2 separate regions of the Mus musculus genome follow, and region 2 is linked to region 1. The links are chromatin contacts, called in public Hi-C maps. All regions are on one chromosome and are shown on one strand. The core of a region is the stretch at or near the end of the contact, and the rest is flanking DNA. Distances in the headings are between cores, read along the strand shown.

Region 1 (4,832 bases), core at 1,600-4,099:
TTTTTAAACGATGTGTCAACAATTTTGTATTGTACATAAAATGTTTGGTTTAAAAAACAAAACAAAAAAACCCTTAAATGCTCTCTAGGCATTTTAATTGCTGTAAGATTTGACTTCCCAGACATCTACGTGGTATGAGGGATGGCAGGTCAACACTTGAGCTTTACCATAACTAGGGCATAAATGACAAACCTGACTTTGGCTAACATCATTGAGAACAACTTGGGACCAGGAGCAGAGCTATTCCAGGAGGTGGCAGTGAAGCTGCAATCATTCCTATTTATCGGGAGCAAACATGGTAGGTTACATACATCATAAACTATTGGAGATAAGAGACTTCAAACACAACCCCTAATAAAAAGCATGCATCATGACTATCAGTTAGCTCTGTAGTGCAGAAGTCTAGGATGACTCACCTCTAGTATCCTGAATCTGTCCTCGCTATAGGGGTTATCTGAGCAGCATTGACCATGAATTAGTAAATACTGACATCGCAATGCCGGCATGCACAGGGAAGTTTGTGGGTTGGGTGGTGGGGAGCCACAGCTATCCTTCTAACTTTCACAGAGCCTTGGAGCCTAGGGAGATGGTAAGCGAAGATCTGAATTTTGAATGCAGTGTGAAGGAGCTGCAGAAGCCATACCTCTCACTCTTTGGCCACTCTGTTCCATTCCAGTGGCTGGAAGAATGCTCAGAGGGGCCCAAGTCAGCATTCCCGCTCTTGGATCTACTCAACACAGAACTGTTGGCTTAACTCTGTGCTCATGTGGATTAGTACATGCTAAAATGCCTTTACTGGTTTCCCCCCCGGGGTTTCTAAAATTGTGTAGTGTCAGAACCAGAGCTTAGCTTATTTGGGAAACAGGTTCAGCACCTCCAAGATAAACTGGCCCTGGAAAAGCACACTCTGTGGGTAGGAAGGAGGGCGCTTTGCTTCCGTGGCTCTACATGGAGGAGAAGGCAAGGCGGAGGTTAGAACAACAGGAGGGTAGACGGAGGATTAGCGCTATGAAGCTAGCTTGGGTTCAAGGGAAAAAAATAAACCAGAAACATCCATTGGTACTGCCCCCTTACTCTTTATACAGATTTGTATTTAGAAAAATTAGGGAACTACATTTGCTCATAGCCTGAGAAAATGAATCAGAGTATAGCAATTAGGCTCGTGAAAATCTACAGGGGGAAAAAAAAACTGCTATCAACGGATAATGCCGAACATGGAAAAACTAACAACAGAGAAATAAATGTACAGTCATCAAGAAACCAAAGGCTTTTCCTGTCTTGCCCGAGCCCTGCCGTGGCACAGTGCTGAGATGAGTTGGGGGGAAATTCAAGCACTATTGCTTTCTCTTCTATGGCTTTTGTTGACGCTCGTGTGCCGATTATGACTTGGTTAATACAGGCCAAGCTATATACAGCTGTTGACTTTTAATACACAGCAGGGGGCGGGGCTATGACAGTCACGTGACACGCCAGTACACCCATTTCACTCACACACACACCCCCCTTGCCCACAGTCAGACTGAAATAAAAATCACAAGAAGGTGTCTCTGGTGAAGAACATTATAAAGGTTATAAATCTTTATCTTAATAGGGCCCTGAGAGTTTTCCCCTATGCTTAGGTGAAGGAAGGCAAAGAACAAGGTTCCCTCGTTCCGTAAGTGCTTTGTGCAACTATGTCCACTTCAGTTCCGAAATCTGTTTTTGGAGGAGGCTTTTGGACCAAGTTAAAAGTCTCCTATTGGAGCTCTCTATTCGTACGTAGCTGAAACGGTTGGCGGCTGCTCTCCCGATATCCTGGGGATATTCCAGAGAGCTAACGCAGCAACTCGAGTTCCCATGAACTCTGAACTTCGGGTCAGTCCCGCAGAAGCGCACCTCAGTGCCTTCAGAGAGTCTCCTGCGTTCAGAAGCCGTCATCTGGGTGAGATGCTGGGGCTGGAGAAGGAACCAGAATTCCTGGGGGACTGGAAAGGGATGGCCGAGGAGGTGGGGGATCTCTTGGGGCTGCACAGGTCTCCGTTGTGCAGTTTCCACAGAAGTTCCTCGTTCTCCATGGACAGTCTCTTGTTGACCTTCGACTCCTTCTCAAGGGACTCCTGCAGCGCGGCCTGCTCGGTGGAAAGTTGCCTGGAAAACAAAACCCAGAGAGCATATGAATCCAAGTCAAAAAGGAACTACTACTGTTTATATCTGAAGGTTCAAGAAACTTCTTCTGGGGGAATACACAGGTTCTTGTCCAGGGTCATCAATTTTTTTTTTCTGATTTTTCTCTCATATAGCTCATCCTCACCACGATTTCCCCTCCCTCCTCTCCTCCCACTTCTCTTCAGAAAAGGACAGGCCTCCCAGGACTATCAACCAAACATAGGGTTCCTGGTTGGGGTTTTTTGGTTTGGTTGTTTGTTTGTTTGTTTGTTTGTGACAGGGTTTCTCTGTGTAGCTCTGGCTGTCCTGGAACTCACTCTGATGACCAGGCTGGCCTTTAACTTAACCTGTTTGAAGCAGTCCAGAGTGCTGGGACAAAAGGCATGTGTCACCACTGGCATATGGGTCATAGATTTTTTTTTAAGCTGAGAAACCCAACTACTACAAATAAGGAAGCATATAGATGAGTGTTAGAGGACTTGCCTAATGTGTGTGAGGCCCCCTGGCTCAAGGTCTGTGGACCACAAAAAGGAAAGCAAAACTCCCGAATACCAGAGCCTCAAGCCTGACCCAAATAAATAATCCTGAGTAATTGCTGGCAACTCTAGTCTTTGGGAGATTTCCCAGTAGGCAATGGGGCACTTGCACAAGGCTTGTTTTATTTCTGTCTTAACTCAAGGCCTCTTTCTGTTCACGTGTGTTGTTACCCCTTGTCTGACAGCGCCATTACAGTTAGTGAGCTGCAGTTAGGTGAGAGGTCTAGGGCACCTTGGTAAATGCATGAACCATTCTCCTGCTTCTCTCACATGCCTGGGAGGTGCCTGGTGGAGCGTAGCCAGAAGGGACCGTAGATGTCCGAGGATGAGGAAAGGGGAAATAGACTCTTGTAGGTTTACCTTGAAATTGCCATGTGTTTGTCCATGCGAGCTTTTAACTCCTCGTTTTCCTGCTGGAATCGCTTCAGCTTGTCAACCAATGCTGTGTTATTGTCCACCTTAGTATAAAACAAGGTTTGTAGTTATATATATATATATAAGAAATGAATAAATAAACTCTCTCACTTCTTAAGCATATTCCCAATACACGGCACCATCAACAAGTTGATCAGGAGGAGCCATAGTGGCACACTGATGTCTTCATACACCGACCACGGTGAGGACATGTGTTCATCAAACACAGAAATAAGAGAGCTAGGCAGTAATGTTTTTATTCTAGGTGACACTTTCAGAGATGTCCTGCTGGGAGCTGGTGTCCTGCCTAGGTGACCATGGGTGCTGGGTCTCTTCCTCAAGGCAGTAAAGGAAACACTGCAGTTTAACTGTCTCCGTTCACACAACCCCTGTATCTACAGCACTCGTGTACACATACGCAAAGAAGGAAGCGGGGAGAGGAGGAGGAGGAAGGGGGAGAGTTAGGGACAGAGGGAGGGTGAGAGGGAGGAAGGAAAAAAGAAACTAGACAGAGGAAGGAAGGAGAAGAGGAAGGGAGGGAGCCTATAGGTCTTGGCCATACTGAGGAAAGCCTTAAACTTATTCCAGGATGGTTTTGGCATTTACCTCCAGGTGGCCCTATGGAGATACAATGTAGCAAGGTTAGGTAAAGAAGTAACTGAAGAAAGCAGGCTTCCCTGCTCAGTTCAGGCCAAGGGACACTTGTGCTCTTTCCAGCCTTACACAAACTGATCAGTTGAGTGGTTATAGGCATTTAAAGTCACTGAACATGGTGACCCACTGATCCCATCCTGGCTCCCTTCCGTAAGGAATGGTTTATTGCTTCTTTAAGAGGCAACATCAAAGCTCAGAGTGAACTTAACATGAGGTCAAAAATGAACCCCCAAGTCCCTGTCATGGCAGCTGGCTATGGCGCATCTGTTTGGATTACAGCACCCAGGTGAAATTCTTGTTTTTAAGACATCCTTGAGTCCAGAAAATCCTCATGACATGCCATTCAGATGAAATAACTTTCTAAAAAAAAAAAAAAATCTACAGGATGAAAAAAAAGAGGGGTGGGGGAGTTGGGCAGGGGAGAAACACCTTGAAATGCTTTTCAAGGTAAGACACAACCTGGGAAAACTTGGAATAAAAAAACAAAAACATGACAATTGGCCTCAAACCATTATTCTATCAAAGCTTTGCTCTACTGAGGTCAAAACTCCATCTTTGATGTCACAGAGCTTCCCACTGGCAGAGCTAGCTCTCAAAGCAAACCTGTCTTCCTTGGATAGTTTCCTCATGCTAAGTGTGATGGTTAATCTGCCAACTTGACACCACCTTAGAATTACCCGAGAAGAAAACCAATGAAAGACTCTATATATCAGGCTGGCTGTGGGCATGCCTCCGGGGGATCCCCTTGTCTAAATGTGAACAGCACCACCTAGTAGTGACTCAGCCGTGAGGAGGCAGACGAAAGGCACTTTTGACTCTGCGCTTTGCTTGCTTGGCCCTTATTCTCACTGGGGAGGCTACGTGCCCTGTTGCCACTGCAGACGATTCTGTCTCTGATATTAGAATCAGCTTCTTCAGGGCTTCCAGAGTGGACTGGTGATCAAAAGGCTCTTCAGAAGTCCCACTGGCCTTTGGTACCAGATCGGAACTGCAGAGGCGCCCAATCTTGTGGGCAGCCACGGCTGGACTAGTTAGTCTAAGCTCATCATGGAAGCCAGTCTAGCAAATCTTCCTTTAATAGAT
Region 2 (4,463 bases), core at 1,906-4,405, 160 kb after region 1:
AACACATGATATTTACTTAGTATAAGCAATAAGCTCTTTACGAGGCTAATCCTATATGCTCCCTATATGCTCCCTATGTGCTTCTTCATCATGTGAAGGTACTCTAAGAAACTCACGATAGAAAATGTAAAATACAACTTCTATCCTAAAAGTGCTAAGCAATAATTGTTTAAATTTTGTCTGAGATGTTTTTCCGGGAGGCTAAAACAGGAGGATTGTGAACTGGAGGTTATAAACCAAGATCTTGTATACGTGGTTCTACTTTTTTTTTTTTTCCAATTTGGTATGTTATTTAGAAGCCATAAGCATTTTCTTACCAGAACTGTAATCTGACTTAGCAATTAACTTTAGAACAGTCTTTGTATTCCTTAGTTGCTACATTTCCTTTAGGAGCTCCAACAAATTATTTGAATTTAAAATGTAAAACATTGACCCTTATAAACATTCTCCTGATTAATCACTCAAGAACGTTATGGTCAAACCAGGCCTGGTGGCACACGCCTTTAATTCCAGGATTCAGAAGGCTGAGGATCTTTGTGAATTCAAGGTCAGCCTGGGCTACATAGGGAGCCAGGGCTACATAGAGAAACCCAGTCTCAAAACAAACAAACAAACAAACAAACAAAACAAAAAACAAACAAAAAACAAACAAAAAAACCCAATCAAACAAACAAAAAGAATAGTAATTTAAATTATTTCTACGTAGTCACCCAAAGTTCTAGGCAAGCCCCCTCACTCTTTTCAAATAAGAGACATAATTAGAAACTTAGATTGTCATTCACCAATGAAACCAACCATATTTTCAGTACTTTATCAATTGCATGCAATACAAAAGAGGATTTTACAATATGGTCATCTGGAGTTTCACCTTTTAAAAATGTGTTTAGATTTATTTCATGTGTATGAAGGTTTTGGCTGCATGTATGTCTGTGTACCATGTGCATGCCTGGTATCTATGGAGATGATAGATCCCCAGAACTGGATTTTGAGCAGTTGTGAGCCATCATCTGGGTGCTGGAAGTTGAACCCAGGTCCTCTACAAGAACAACAAGTACTCCAGACCACTAAGCCGTCTCTCCAGCCCCAAGTTTTACTTTTGTTAGTGCAGAGTAATTGGTATTAGATTAAAACTCCTGCAGAAAATAATTCTTCACTATGAAGAGAATACAAACAATGTCTATTTGAAGGCCCTGGAGAGTGACCAAAAGCAGGCCAGAACTGGAAGGAAGTCAACACTTGAAAGAAGAACCTATGTATGGTTTCTCGATTGAGCAGACTGCCCAGCCCTGTGGGACGAGAAACTCACACTCTGGCAGAAAAATACAATCCTAATTGGAGTAGAAAATGCAGTTTTAGATTACTAAAATGGCTGGATTCAGAGGGGAGAAATTCCAGGGAAAAGATTGATAGCCACAGGATGGGAGCCTTCAGACCTGTATGTGTAAATTCTCCTCATTTCCCCAGACTTCTGAAGTGTGTGTGTGTGTGTGTGTGTGTGTGTGTGTGTGTGTGTGTGTGTGTGTGTGTGTGTGTTGGGAATGGGGGAGGTCCTCCAAGGAGCCTAACTTGAAAAAACTGAATCGAATTTTCAGACAATGGCTAGACAGTTTATAGTTTGAATGTAGCCAGACTGTCTAGTAGGACAAAAACTAGACAGAAGTATGAAGTAGCCAGTACTTTATGAGTCTCATCACAGTATGTAATCAGGAATTATAACATATTCAGACAAAGAAACTGCACGTCTTTTGACCCAGATTCACTTATAGGAGCTAGCCCAAGTAAGTGCCAGATGTTGAAACTAGAAGAAAACTATCTGAAAGCAGGTGTTCAATACATACATAGGATGAAAAATTATAAGAAATTAAATATTCTTTTAATTCATTATGTATGTGAGTATACTGTCACTTTCTTCAGACACACCAGAAGAAGGCATCGGATCCCATTACAGATGGTTGTGAGCCACCATGTGGTTGCTGGGAATTGAACTCTGGACCTCTGGAAGAGCAGTCAGTGATTTTAACCACTGAGTGATCTCTCCAGTCATGAGAAATTAAATTTTTTAAAGAGGGTCTAATAGAAGAGGAGAAACAGCCTAAGAAGTCAGTGGGTCTGAGGAGAGAAAGACAGACAGAAACACAATCTGAAGAACATGGAAGACAGTAAAGTTGAAAACAAAGCTTCAGGGACCTTCGAGACAGTCAGATAGATTAAAACAGGTACTCTTAGAGTCTAAGAGGGATAGACGTAGATTTTTCTTTTTAGTAAAAAATAATTACCAATTTCTCCAAAACATAAATATCTAAGAAATTCAGAAAACCTAAATTAAAAATAAACATGAAAGGGAAAAAGCTGGCACACTTTGGATATTTAAGTATTGTTTTCAGAGCTTCATATTCACCATCTCACTTAGCAACACATTAAAGTTCATCATGGTAAATAGGGTTCTTCCTAAGAAGGCAAGTGTGCTAGGCCCAAAACCAGTTTGAATGATTTACTGTATGAAGAGAACAAAGGAAAAAATCCACAGGCTAATTTCAGTAGATGGACTAAGAATAAAAACCCACCTAATGAATAAAAACGAGTTTCATCTGCCCGATCCGGAGACCCATCAGTGTCCTATGGAGAGAAAAGCAGCACTCAGTAAGACTGGCACCAAGCTCAATGGATGCACTCGCCTAGCCTACTCTATTCTGCTGGTAGTCCGAAGTGGATCGTGAAGACAGGAAATGGGAAGAAGAATCATACTCAGAGGAAAGAAGCCACTGAGTTCTATTTGTAGATGTTGAGATTTGATTAAGAAGCGTTCTCTAAAAGGTTCGTGCACTAAGGGTTTGGTCTTGACACGATGAGACGTGGTAGTCTGTGAAAGTCCACACTTCACCTTTATGGGTTAATCCATTGATGGCCTCACAATTTAATGGCATTAGTAAGAGGTGGTGGGAACTTTCAGAGGCAGGCACAGCTGGAGGAAGTCTGTCCCCAGTGGGGACATGCTCGTGGTTTGCTCTGAGTCCCCTCCTTACTGCCTTGCCCCCTGCCTCTCATCTGCTGGACACACTCCTCCTCATGACATTCTGCCTCACCACACAGACTTACGAACCAGACATGTGTGACCACAGATTGAGGCCTCCCAACCTGTGAGCCAGAATAAGCCTTTCTCCTCTGTAAGTTGTTCCCTTGGGTATTTATTTACTACAGGGTACAAAGGTCTGAACCAGTGAGATAAGAATGAAAACTGGCAGGGAAGATGGCTCATGCATTTAATCTCAGCACTCAGGAGGCAAAGATCGGAGAATCTCAGGGAGTTCTAGGCCAGCCAGGGCTACGCAGTGAGACCCTGTCTCAGAAACAAACAAAACAGGAGAAAGGCAAACAAACCAAAAAGGAAATAGGAATGGGTGTTTGATCTTATCAACTTGAATCAACCAAGACCGTGATTCTCAACCTGTGGATCACAAACCCCTTAAGGGTCAAACCACCCTTTCACAGAGTTTGCCTAAGATCATCAGAAAACCACAGATATTATTACAATTTACAACTATCAAAATTACAGTTACGAAGTAAGCAACAAAACAATTTTATGGTTGGGGGTCGCCACAGCCTGAGGAACCGGATGAAAAGATTGCAGCATTAGGAAGGTTGAGGACCACTGAACTAAGAAATGCACTGTGTGCGATGTCTACGAGGATGTTTCCAGGAAGCACTAACTGAGAGGAGAAGCCTCACCCCCCCTAACAGGCAGCTCCTTTAAGCAGATGTCCCAGATACAAAGTGGCCTGAAGAGAAAGCGGTCTTGTCTGCCTGTCTTTGCATCTTGCTAGTGACTGCCTTCCTTTTTCTCCTGCTGCTGCTGCTGCAGTCCTCCACTGACATCAGACTCCAGCTACTTTACCTTCAGATGTAACCTGAATACCAGAAACACTCCAGGATTGTTCTAGGCCTTCAGTGCCAGATGAAGACTGGAGCATCTAGCATCACAGCCTGAGCAGCTATTAGCATCTCAGACGCTATCATATAGACATCGGTGTTGGATGATGGCTCCTACAATGCAAGTCAACCTAGTGAATCCTCTCTTATATAACATATAGCATATGACATATTATATAGGATATATGATATGTGATATAGATATACATTCTCTCAGCTTTAATCCTCTAGATAGCTTTGCCTAATATTCTAAATGTAACACTATTCTTTTTTTTTTTTTTTTGGTTTTGGTTTTTGAGACAAGGTTTCTCTGTGTAGTCCTGGCTGTCCTGGAACTCACTCTGTAGACCAGGCTGGCCTCGAACTCAGAAATCCGCCTGCCTCTGCCTCCCAAGTGCTGGGATTAAAGGCATGTGCCACCATGCCTGGCATGTAACACTATTTTTTTTTTAATAGAAAACATTAAGGAATCTATGTTGCGTGTATTTTCTACTACCCTGCTTTAAGCTCTGGGTAGACCATGCTACCAGCCACTG

What was found. Hi-C and Micro-C count contacts between places; a contact is called where the count stands out from the background.
Region 2: a Hi-C map of liver shows a contact between it and region 1, with 2.5 times the contacts expected there. The contact joins two enhancer-like sites. A contact is called at or near these places in 2 of 484 Hi-C or Micro-C datasets (embryonic stem cells and liver) and 3 of 9 other capture datasets (adipose tissue, liver and pancreatic islet).

Annotation. Positions count from the first base shown.
Region 1 is chr8:40,991,507-40,996,338 of GRCm38.p6, forward strand. It overlaps Mtus1 (mitochondrial tumor suppressor 1), which reads right to left. Exons shown (of 14, transcript NM_001005863.2): 13 at 3,042-3,139; 14 at 1-2,127. The coding sequence ends at 1,914. Among named protein-coding and RNA genes, the nearest start is that of B430010I23Rik, 24 kb to the right of the region's middle. Within about 2 kb of position 2,850, at least 30 of the 459 cell types and tissues checked have an H3K27ac peak or open chromatin away from gene starts, as enhancers often do. A contact at or near this core is called in liver, where this site is marked.
Region 2 is chr8:41,147,491-41,151,953 of GRCm38.p6, forward strand. No RefSeq gene overlaps it. Among named protein-coding and RNA genes, the nearest start is that of Gm39167, 4.3 kb to the right of the region's middle. Within about 2 kb of position 3,156, at least 18 of the 459 cell types and tissues checked have an H3K27ac peak or open chromatin away from gene starts, as enhancers often do. A contact at or near this core is called in liver, where this site is marked.